2 separate regions of the Bombyx mori genome follow, and region 1 is linked to region 2. The links are chromatin contacts, called in public Hi-C maps. All regions are on one chromosome and are shown on one strand. The core of a region is the stretch at or near the end of the contact, and the rest is flanking DNA. Distances in the headings are between cores, read along the strand shown. Region 1 holds the start of LOC101744646 (AP-2 complex subunit sigma). Region 2 holds the start of LOC101743928 (transmembrane protein 179).

Region 1 (4,315 bases), core at 1,559-4,058, 140 kb after region 2:
AGCTGATCAACTCTCTACCGTAACGTAGGAGCCCTGCAATATGTCGAGGTTGGTAAAGAAACACTCACAGGAGTTCACTCACAGGAGCGTCGGCGAGTTACACGCTGGCGGCGCGCCCCGCCTGGACCGCCGGCTAGAGTGCTGCTGATTCGGGCGCCATGAGCGGAGACAGAGGGCCAGCAACACGCCGCCCACGCTCCATCTCGAATCGGAGATCGGCTGGTGCACGTCTTCCATTTGAATCCTCCTCAGGTAAGAAAGCGGTCACCAGCAATGCACAAATGACGAGTAATGCACCCAAAACGAATGGTGGCCCAGGAACCAGTAATGCATGCCTCTCTTCAGGAATCCTACCAGTTTTGTTATGACCTTCATTTAAATCTACATGGAAGAGATAGAAGATTACTCCAAACATGGCTGGACCCAGGCCATTACAAAGTCCACGGACTCCAGTTACCATGCCTTGTACAACTCCCTGTCGGTCTGCACGGCTGTTTACTGACACATAAGCACTGATCGCTGGGTATGTGATGGAACCAAGTGCGGCTAACACACCGGCAGCCCACATCATCCACGTACGACTGCCAAATCCATACCACATCAATTGCAGCATCTCAAACAATAGTCCCACCATTATTGTGTGTTTTGCTCCCAGAGACTTCATCAAAAATCCAAGAATAACTTGCACTCCGATGCTCAAAACACCAACAATAGCAATAAATATGGCCACTTGCACTACACCAAAACCCATCACTAGTTTCAAGTAAACAAATATGCATGAGTACTGTCCAGCTTCAGGCAGATAGGAGAGGAATACTGCCACACATAGCATGAGCACAGTGCGCTCAGCACCAACTTTCCTCAGTGCAGCAAAAGGATCTGCTTGTTCCCAGCTGATGACAGGGCCCCAGCCGGTTGGTCTCACTTTCTCTGGGAGGCTCTCAGGCACCGCGACCATAATAAAGAACACGTCCAGTACAGCAACAGCGGTAGCGGCAGCCACGACGAGGGACTCTCCATACAAATCCATAAGGTAGGCACCCAAAGCGGGTGATATGACTAGACTAGCCGCAAACGTAGCGGAGACGAGGCCGTACGCGCGAGACCGCTCCGCTTCGGTCGTCACGTCAGCCACGTACGCGAACACTATCGAAAACGTGACCGCGAACACTCCGCTGATGCTGATCATCGCGAAGAACCACCAGGTATTGATAGTCATGAGCGGGATCGGGGCACATGTGAAGAATACCGTCACCAACAGAAAGAACTTGCGGCCCCACACGTCCGACAGGGCTCCGATGAGTGGCGCGGAGAGGAAAGACAGTATGCCCTTGATTCCCATGATCAATCCGTTCATCAGGAACGTGTGGTCGGGAAAGGTCGCGTTCAGTACCGATATTATCGGCATAGTGAGCAAGCCCCACGCGAAAAACTCCAAAAAAATAACGACCAGAGCGTGAAAAACAGAAGGCTCGCCGATTCCAGACATTGTCATTATCCCGTCTTTCATAACTGTTTTTCTGTTCCGTATCACCATTTCTACTTCGGTTTTAGTGGTCTTCGTGGGCGTCATTTAAGATGTATTCCGTTTAAATAAATAGATGTTACTTAAATTACGGACATTTTGAGAAAACCTTAAGCTCTACATTGGTAAAACTAGATATGAACGAGCAAGTTGTAGCAACGTCAAAATTTTACTGGAAAATTGAAAAACAATTCGATAATTTTGTTGCTAGAGTAAAAAAATTTAAAGAACGGTCGAAAAAATACAATAATAGGCGTAGCCTGGACAGATTAGAGAAGATAAATGAAACATAATTTACTGGTGGTAGGGCGTCTTGTGAGCCCGCACTAACTATTTCTACCGTGAAGCAATAATGAATTTCGGCTTGAAGAGTGGGACAGCCGTTGTATTGTAAAAACTGATTTCAAACTCATGTCTTAAGGTGGGTGGCGGCATTTGAGTTGTTGAAGTTTACGGGCTCCGGTAACCGTTTAACACTAGGTGGGCTGTGAACGCAGCTATCCAACGAAGTAATTAAAAAAAAATGAAAAGTTGATACTCCGAAATATTTCGTGGGTAATGCCTTAATTCATCTTCAAATCTTCTAGGAAAATAATACTTTATCCTCGAAGTAATTTGATCGATCTGAATATTGCATGCAATCCACATTTTAGCGCATGTCTAGTTATTTATAAGGCTTAACTCTATTTTTATACAGTTTATATATGTACAGATTTTTAGTAAATATTGCAATTGTGATTGACTGATATTTTTTTATTTAATACCAATACGTTTCAATTCCTCAAGAACGGGCTTCATTGACCGATTAGTTCATATCTATTAAAGTCTACAAAATAAAAAGTTTTTTTGCCACTAGTTCCAAAAGCTACCAGTAGAAACTCGACACTTTTACGTTGGAGAAGTTACATAGACATATATCTTCTCGTGATGTAATTTTCTTTGAATAAAAGTTTAAAAAACATTGCGCAAATATATCTAAATTAAAATGTAAATGCAACTACCAAATTTTTTACTTAATAGCTTATTCTTTGCTATCAATTGCTTACTGTGATTACGTACCAAGTAGTACTCAAGATAGTCCTCCATAATAGTCAATAAAATAAAAAGTTCGTACAGAACAAAGAGAATATCTCAAAGTAATAAAATACAACTAAATTCAAGATTATCAAGGTTTTCCCTTTCATTTAAATGTAGTAGGTATCTGGTTAGTCTATCTACGATTTCTTGACATTTTTCACACTGCTGCTAGTATGATTATAGATAATACACATAGTATTTGAGAAGTATGATGGTAGCATAGATAATACCGTGCACTGAATGGGAGAAGGTTGAATTTTGTAGCTGTCAAAGTTGAAATCACTGAATTTCAGATAAAGATTTCTGATTACTAGTTTTAAAAAAAGGAGGCGTCAACCCGTCTTTGAAAGTAATATTTAAAAAAAAAGCCATAACTAAACGTGAAAATGGTATACTTATCTCATAAAAAAATATTATTTAGTTCATTACTTGCGTGTAATAATTAAAAATTATTCTAAATTCCCAGATAAGATTCATTTTGATCCAGAACCGAGCAGGCAAGACTCGACTTGCGAAATGGTATATGAATTTTGATGATGACGAAAAACAGAAGTTGATAGAAGAAGTGCATGCAGTCGTCACCGTCAGAGACGCGAAACACACGAACTTTGTCGAGGTAACTTTATAAAGCCTATTTTATCATTAATGACCGCCTAAAGCTTTCTGTCTGCTATAACTCCTTGAAGATATCCTTGGTCACTTGGAAACAATACAGATTAAATCATACTAATCAATATAAGACTACATGAAAGAGTATAGTTAAAGTAATATTAAATGTATAATTGCATTGAGTGTGCACAGGAGTCACTAGGGTCAATTACGTTCCTCCCTGAGATGGTTAATAATATAATCAAAAACAGCTTTTTTTACTGCTTGAAGTGGTTGGAACAGTTCCCTTGCATGCTACACATGCTAAAAAGTAGCAAGCTGAGAATCTTTGAGAACTTCTTTTTCATTTGTATTCTGTACAGTAATTGTTGTTTTGTTGAAAATATTTGGAAACTCTTGACTATAAGTTTGCATCAAAATTGCTGGTATTCCTCAACATTGAGAAGCAATACTTCATGCCTGGATACATAATTTTTCTTTACAACACCCTAAGTCTGGTCTGGTGTGGAGTACTGCTCCTATCTTTGAGCTGAGTCTCCCAAATATCAGCTATGTCCATTGACTACATACAGAAGAAGGCTGTTTGGATTGACGATAATCCCAGTCTGACCGCTTGGAAAACAGGCACTGTGGGGGAACTACAGTTGTCCTTGTTTTATACTGTGCATTCCATGGGAGTACAATGAGGAATAGTTTGAATATTTTCCCAAATATCATCTAACTTTGGAATTAACTTCTCTTCTCAGTGTTGCTTGAGTGCTGTAACATCTTTCTCAGTACTCAGCTATAGGCAGTGAATTGGTTGTGATCCTGGCATTGTATCCATGTCAATGAGTAACAGTAACCACTAACCATCAGGTGGGCTGTCTATCAGCCTATAAATAAAAATTGAAAAAATTACCTATAAGATGCTACAATGTTTGTTTAAAAATAATCTAATGTCTACCACTTACTCTTTCTATTTAATTTTCATATTGCTGTTAACTGTGTTGGTGTCAACTATTCAATTTATTATTTTCAATACACATTTTGAAGCTGCTATTACACCTGTCAGATATCTATCTATACAAGAGTGCTATTATGTCAGTAACATACAGGATTTAA
Region 2 (3,965 bases), core at 628-3,127:
TACCTACAAAGGCAATAAAAAAAAAAGCCACAACTTCTCAAATGAGAGATTATTATTTTATGTTTATGAAAAGCACAAAAAAACAATAATATCTTACCTGTATATCTGAACGCAGCACACAAGGAACATGAGAATTCCTACTAGAATAACATAGTTGCAGTAGAATCTAGAGGCCCATGAAACTAGCAGTTGTCCATCCTCTTGCCATACACCTTTTGAGAACAGCAAGCAATTCCCACTGGTTTAGAAGAGTTTTTATAAGATTTAATATTCTTTTTATTGCTCTAGGTGAAAAGACAGGCTCATGTACATCACAACTTAATGCCTTCAACCCCATGTGACTCAGACACTGCTTTTATTCATCACATGGAGCTCTATGATTTATAAATGATATGGTTTTATCTGATTTATGATAGTTTTATTCTGCCTGTTGGACAGTTACATTTGAGGGGATTGGGTTCTGTAGGTGATGAGGGGCTATTTAAAAACACAACTGCTTCATTATAATTATATTGCAGATAGCTTGAACACTTTTACACCATTATACAATTATTATCTTTATATTTTTTATAAAACTATTACATGTTTCTCTTGCCGTGTCTAGATGAGAAGTATTGACATTTCCTTACGAGAATACAATCATCTGTTTTTTAAACATTTAAAATAATTCTAATATTCGAAATCTGTAATCATGTGTCAAGTGTTGCCTGCCATTACATTTATATACAAACTCCGACACTGCCCACCACATGAATCACAACTACTATTAACTCTGAAATTCTGTAAAGTTCTTAATTCTGTTTAGACAATGGTTGTATTTTTTCTAAGCATTGTGGCTATAGCTTATTTCTACTATGTATCCATATTTTAAAGATATATAGATATAATGTTGATTTAGGTGGTTGTTGGAAGAAATTGAAAACAACAAAATTTTCCCCCATGAACTAGGTAAATTATAGTTACCATAATTAATGCAAGAGTTTACCATGTTTATCTTTATTTTACGGTACACCTTTTTGGATACGAGGTTTTCAGTAAAAAATATACTAAATTGTAAACAACAAAATTAAGCAAGTCATTGACACTAAGTACCTAGTAGGTCAAAGGATAAAATTTTAGTTTTATTAAAGATAAGTGCTTAATAAACACCTACCTGAATTCGTCCTGGTGCATACTCATTGGAACAATAACACAAAGCGACAGTATGAGGCCCATCAAATACCCCGCTATTTGGCTCAACAAAAGCACATTAGTTAACGCCATTTCTAAAAAACGATTACAAGAGCAGTATATATCCTAACAAAAAGTAATTAAACACTGAACGTTGATTTTGGAAGAGAAACCGGGCGCAGAAAATGAAAACACTGAACTCGTCGCAGTAGGCAGGTAGGTACCTAGTACCTACATAAATATACGTATTCCGCTACTCTCAAAAGTCTCAAATATTAAGATTGTGTATATTCTATGCCGCTACAATTTTTTTAAGGGAATTTATGACCTGGTAACTAAGATCTTTAGGTCAAGTCTTATTATAATTTCAAGTATCCATATTTTTATGAAAAATAATATGAAGTGAAATGAAATGAAGATGATTAATTAAAGACATTAGTCTACTGAGATGAAATTAAATGAAATGAGATGATATGAGATGAAATATAATCTCAGTAAAATGGTGGTCTTTCACGGAGATTTTTTCAGTGGCTGTTTGGAGGATCCCGAGATCCGGCTTTATTTCATTTTCCAACATTTGTGCACTTTCACAGATATTAAACAGTTAATAAACCCCCGTTATCACACATTTAAACGCGAAGAAACACTAAATAGACAAAATAAAACAAATCACACAACTTCACTCCTCGCGTTCCCGCCAAAAAGTCTACAATCACAAATTTTTTTAAAAGAAATTTTATGACCTGGTATCTAAGATCTTTACGTCATGTTTTATTTGAATTTATATTCTTGTTTTTATGAAAAATGATAATATGGAGTGAAATGAAATGAAATGAAATGAAGATGATAATTTGAGAAATTAATCAACTGCGATGAAATAAAATAAAATGAGATGAGATAATATGGGATGAAATATAATCTCAGTAAAATGGTGGTCATTTACTGAGATTTTTTCGTATACATGGTGGAGGATCCCGAGAAGCTACGTCCAGCAGCTTTGTTTCATTTTTCCACATTTGTGCACTTTTACAGTTATTAAACAGTTAATAAACCACCCTTATTAGACATTTAAACCTGAAGAAAGACTACATAGACAAAATAAAACAAATCACACAACTCCACTTCTGGCGTTCCCGCCAAAAAGTCTCATTTTAAATACCGGTAAAATGGGATAATTATGGACAAATTCCAACTTGATGAACAATTTTTTTATTGTTGTTGATGTTTGAAATGCTATATCAGGATCAAAATGACTGAGCCTTGAGGGTATCTTTGTTATCCAATTTAAAGCTATGCAATTAGCATTCCAGTTTAAGCAAAAAAAGCAAAAATAGGTGATATCCCTATTTACCCAGAAATTGTGGTTATTGGGGACGAAATTAGTGTTAACAGAGAAATTTGCTTGAATAAAAGTTTTAGACAAAAACATCATGAATAAACCAAATACTTACCAACAAATATAAAAAATATTGTTATAACTACCATGGAGTTAATAAGTACCTACAACATAACTACATAGTACATAGACAACCCTACAAACCTGTACCTATTTATATTTAAGTCGTTTCCATTTCACTTATTCTCATCCCAATTGACCCCTTTTTCATTGTTGTTTGTACCTGAGACGTCCCCAATATCCCCAAAAACAACCGTTTTTACATGTATTTTTATTTTATCAAATACATTAACACCAATAACAACTGATACTTACCTTTAATATATATGATGGTTCAAAAACTAAATAACGTTTATAAATCACAGTAGTCTTCTATTATTATCAAATAAATAAAAGAGAGCAAAGTTTCTAGCACTAAAATAATTACCACCACAAGAAGTTAATTTGAAACGCGATTTTTATAAGTTTGCAGCTATTATCATGCATATTCAGTTGTTTTGTGAACTTTCAACATTCTACTATTACAGTACAAAAAATGGTTTTTTTTCCATTCACCTCTCGATCCCTAATCACCCCATTTTACGGTACCTAATATAAACAACAATAAATAATATTCAGTGTTTTTTCCACTTCGATAAAGCGGCACGACACAAGAACCCTCTCATCGTGGCCGCCGGTAACTACATTCCCGATCCTGCGGACAGAATGGAAAGCAGTCGACGTCGCCCAAAACACGTAATTTCGGATCCTGCCGATCCACTAACGGTGCTTTTAGGTCCACCGGTCATCGGTCATCGTTCTCGTCGAACCCGTCGCTTGCGACGAAGGGCTCGGCGAATAAAATAACCCACAGACACAGCCCACTGAGTTTCTCGCCGGATCTTCTCAGTGGGTCGCGTTTCCGATCCGCTGGTAGATTCTGCGAAGCACGGCTCTTGCTAGGGTTCGTGTTAGCATCGTCGTCAGGTTTGAGCCCCGTGAGCTCACCTACTAGCCACGGTTACGCTGAAATAGCCTCTCAAGGCTATCAGCTTAGGTTTAAAAAAAAAAAAAAAGTGTTTTCAGATGGTTTTCAGTCTACACGTCATTATTAATGTCAACGTTGTCATATGTCATGACGAAAAAGGAAACACTGATATCGACAAGTCGCTGGTGATGTGTTCCATTAAATGAAATTATTTTAAATTCAGTTAATTAAACTTTATTATGTCGTTAAGTTCTTCACAATACTGAATTATAAAATAAAATGAATTTTAACGCGTCCAGAAACGGTGAGATTATTAAAACCTAGCCTAAATAGTTTTGAAAGAAATTTGTTTGTTATATTTGAACTTGTCTAACAAAATTTAACGAGAACTGTTAACTATACGATAAGTACAAGAATTGATCTCCGCGTGTA

The links. Hi-C and Micro-C count contacts between places; a contact is called where the count stands out from the background.
Region 1: a contact with region 2 is called in a Hi-C map of middle silk gland, with 2.3 times the contacts expected there. The contact joins the promoter of LOC101744646 here to the promoter of LOC101743928 in region 2. A contact is called at or near these places in 3 of 7 Hi-C or Micro-C datasets (middle silk gland, midgut and an unstated tissue).

The regions. Positions count from the first base shown.
Region 1 is chr25:680,169-684,483 of ASM3026992v2, forward strand. LOC101744646 (AP-2 complex subunit sigma) reads left to right here and starts at 2,809. Exons shown (of 4, transcript XM_004925653.4): 1 at 2,809-2,991; 2 at 3,069-3,218. The coding sequence starts at 2,989. It overlaps LOC101744983 (hippocampus abundant transcript 1 protein), which reads right to left and starts at 2,258. Exons shown (of 1, transcript XM_004925656.5): 1 at 1-2,258. The coding sequence starts at 1,573. The coding sequence ends at 134.
Region 2 is chr25:537,590-541,554 of ASM3026992v2, forward strand. LOC101743928 (transmembrane protein 179) reads right to left here and starts at 1,878. Exons shown (of 5, transcript XM_012690028.4): 1 at 1,154-1,878; 2 at 98-238. The coding sequence starts at 1,263. LOC101744076 (protein YIF1A) reads left to right here and starts at 3,649. Exons shown (of 7, transcript XM_012690029.4): 1 at 3,649-3,837. The coding sequence starts at 3,813.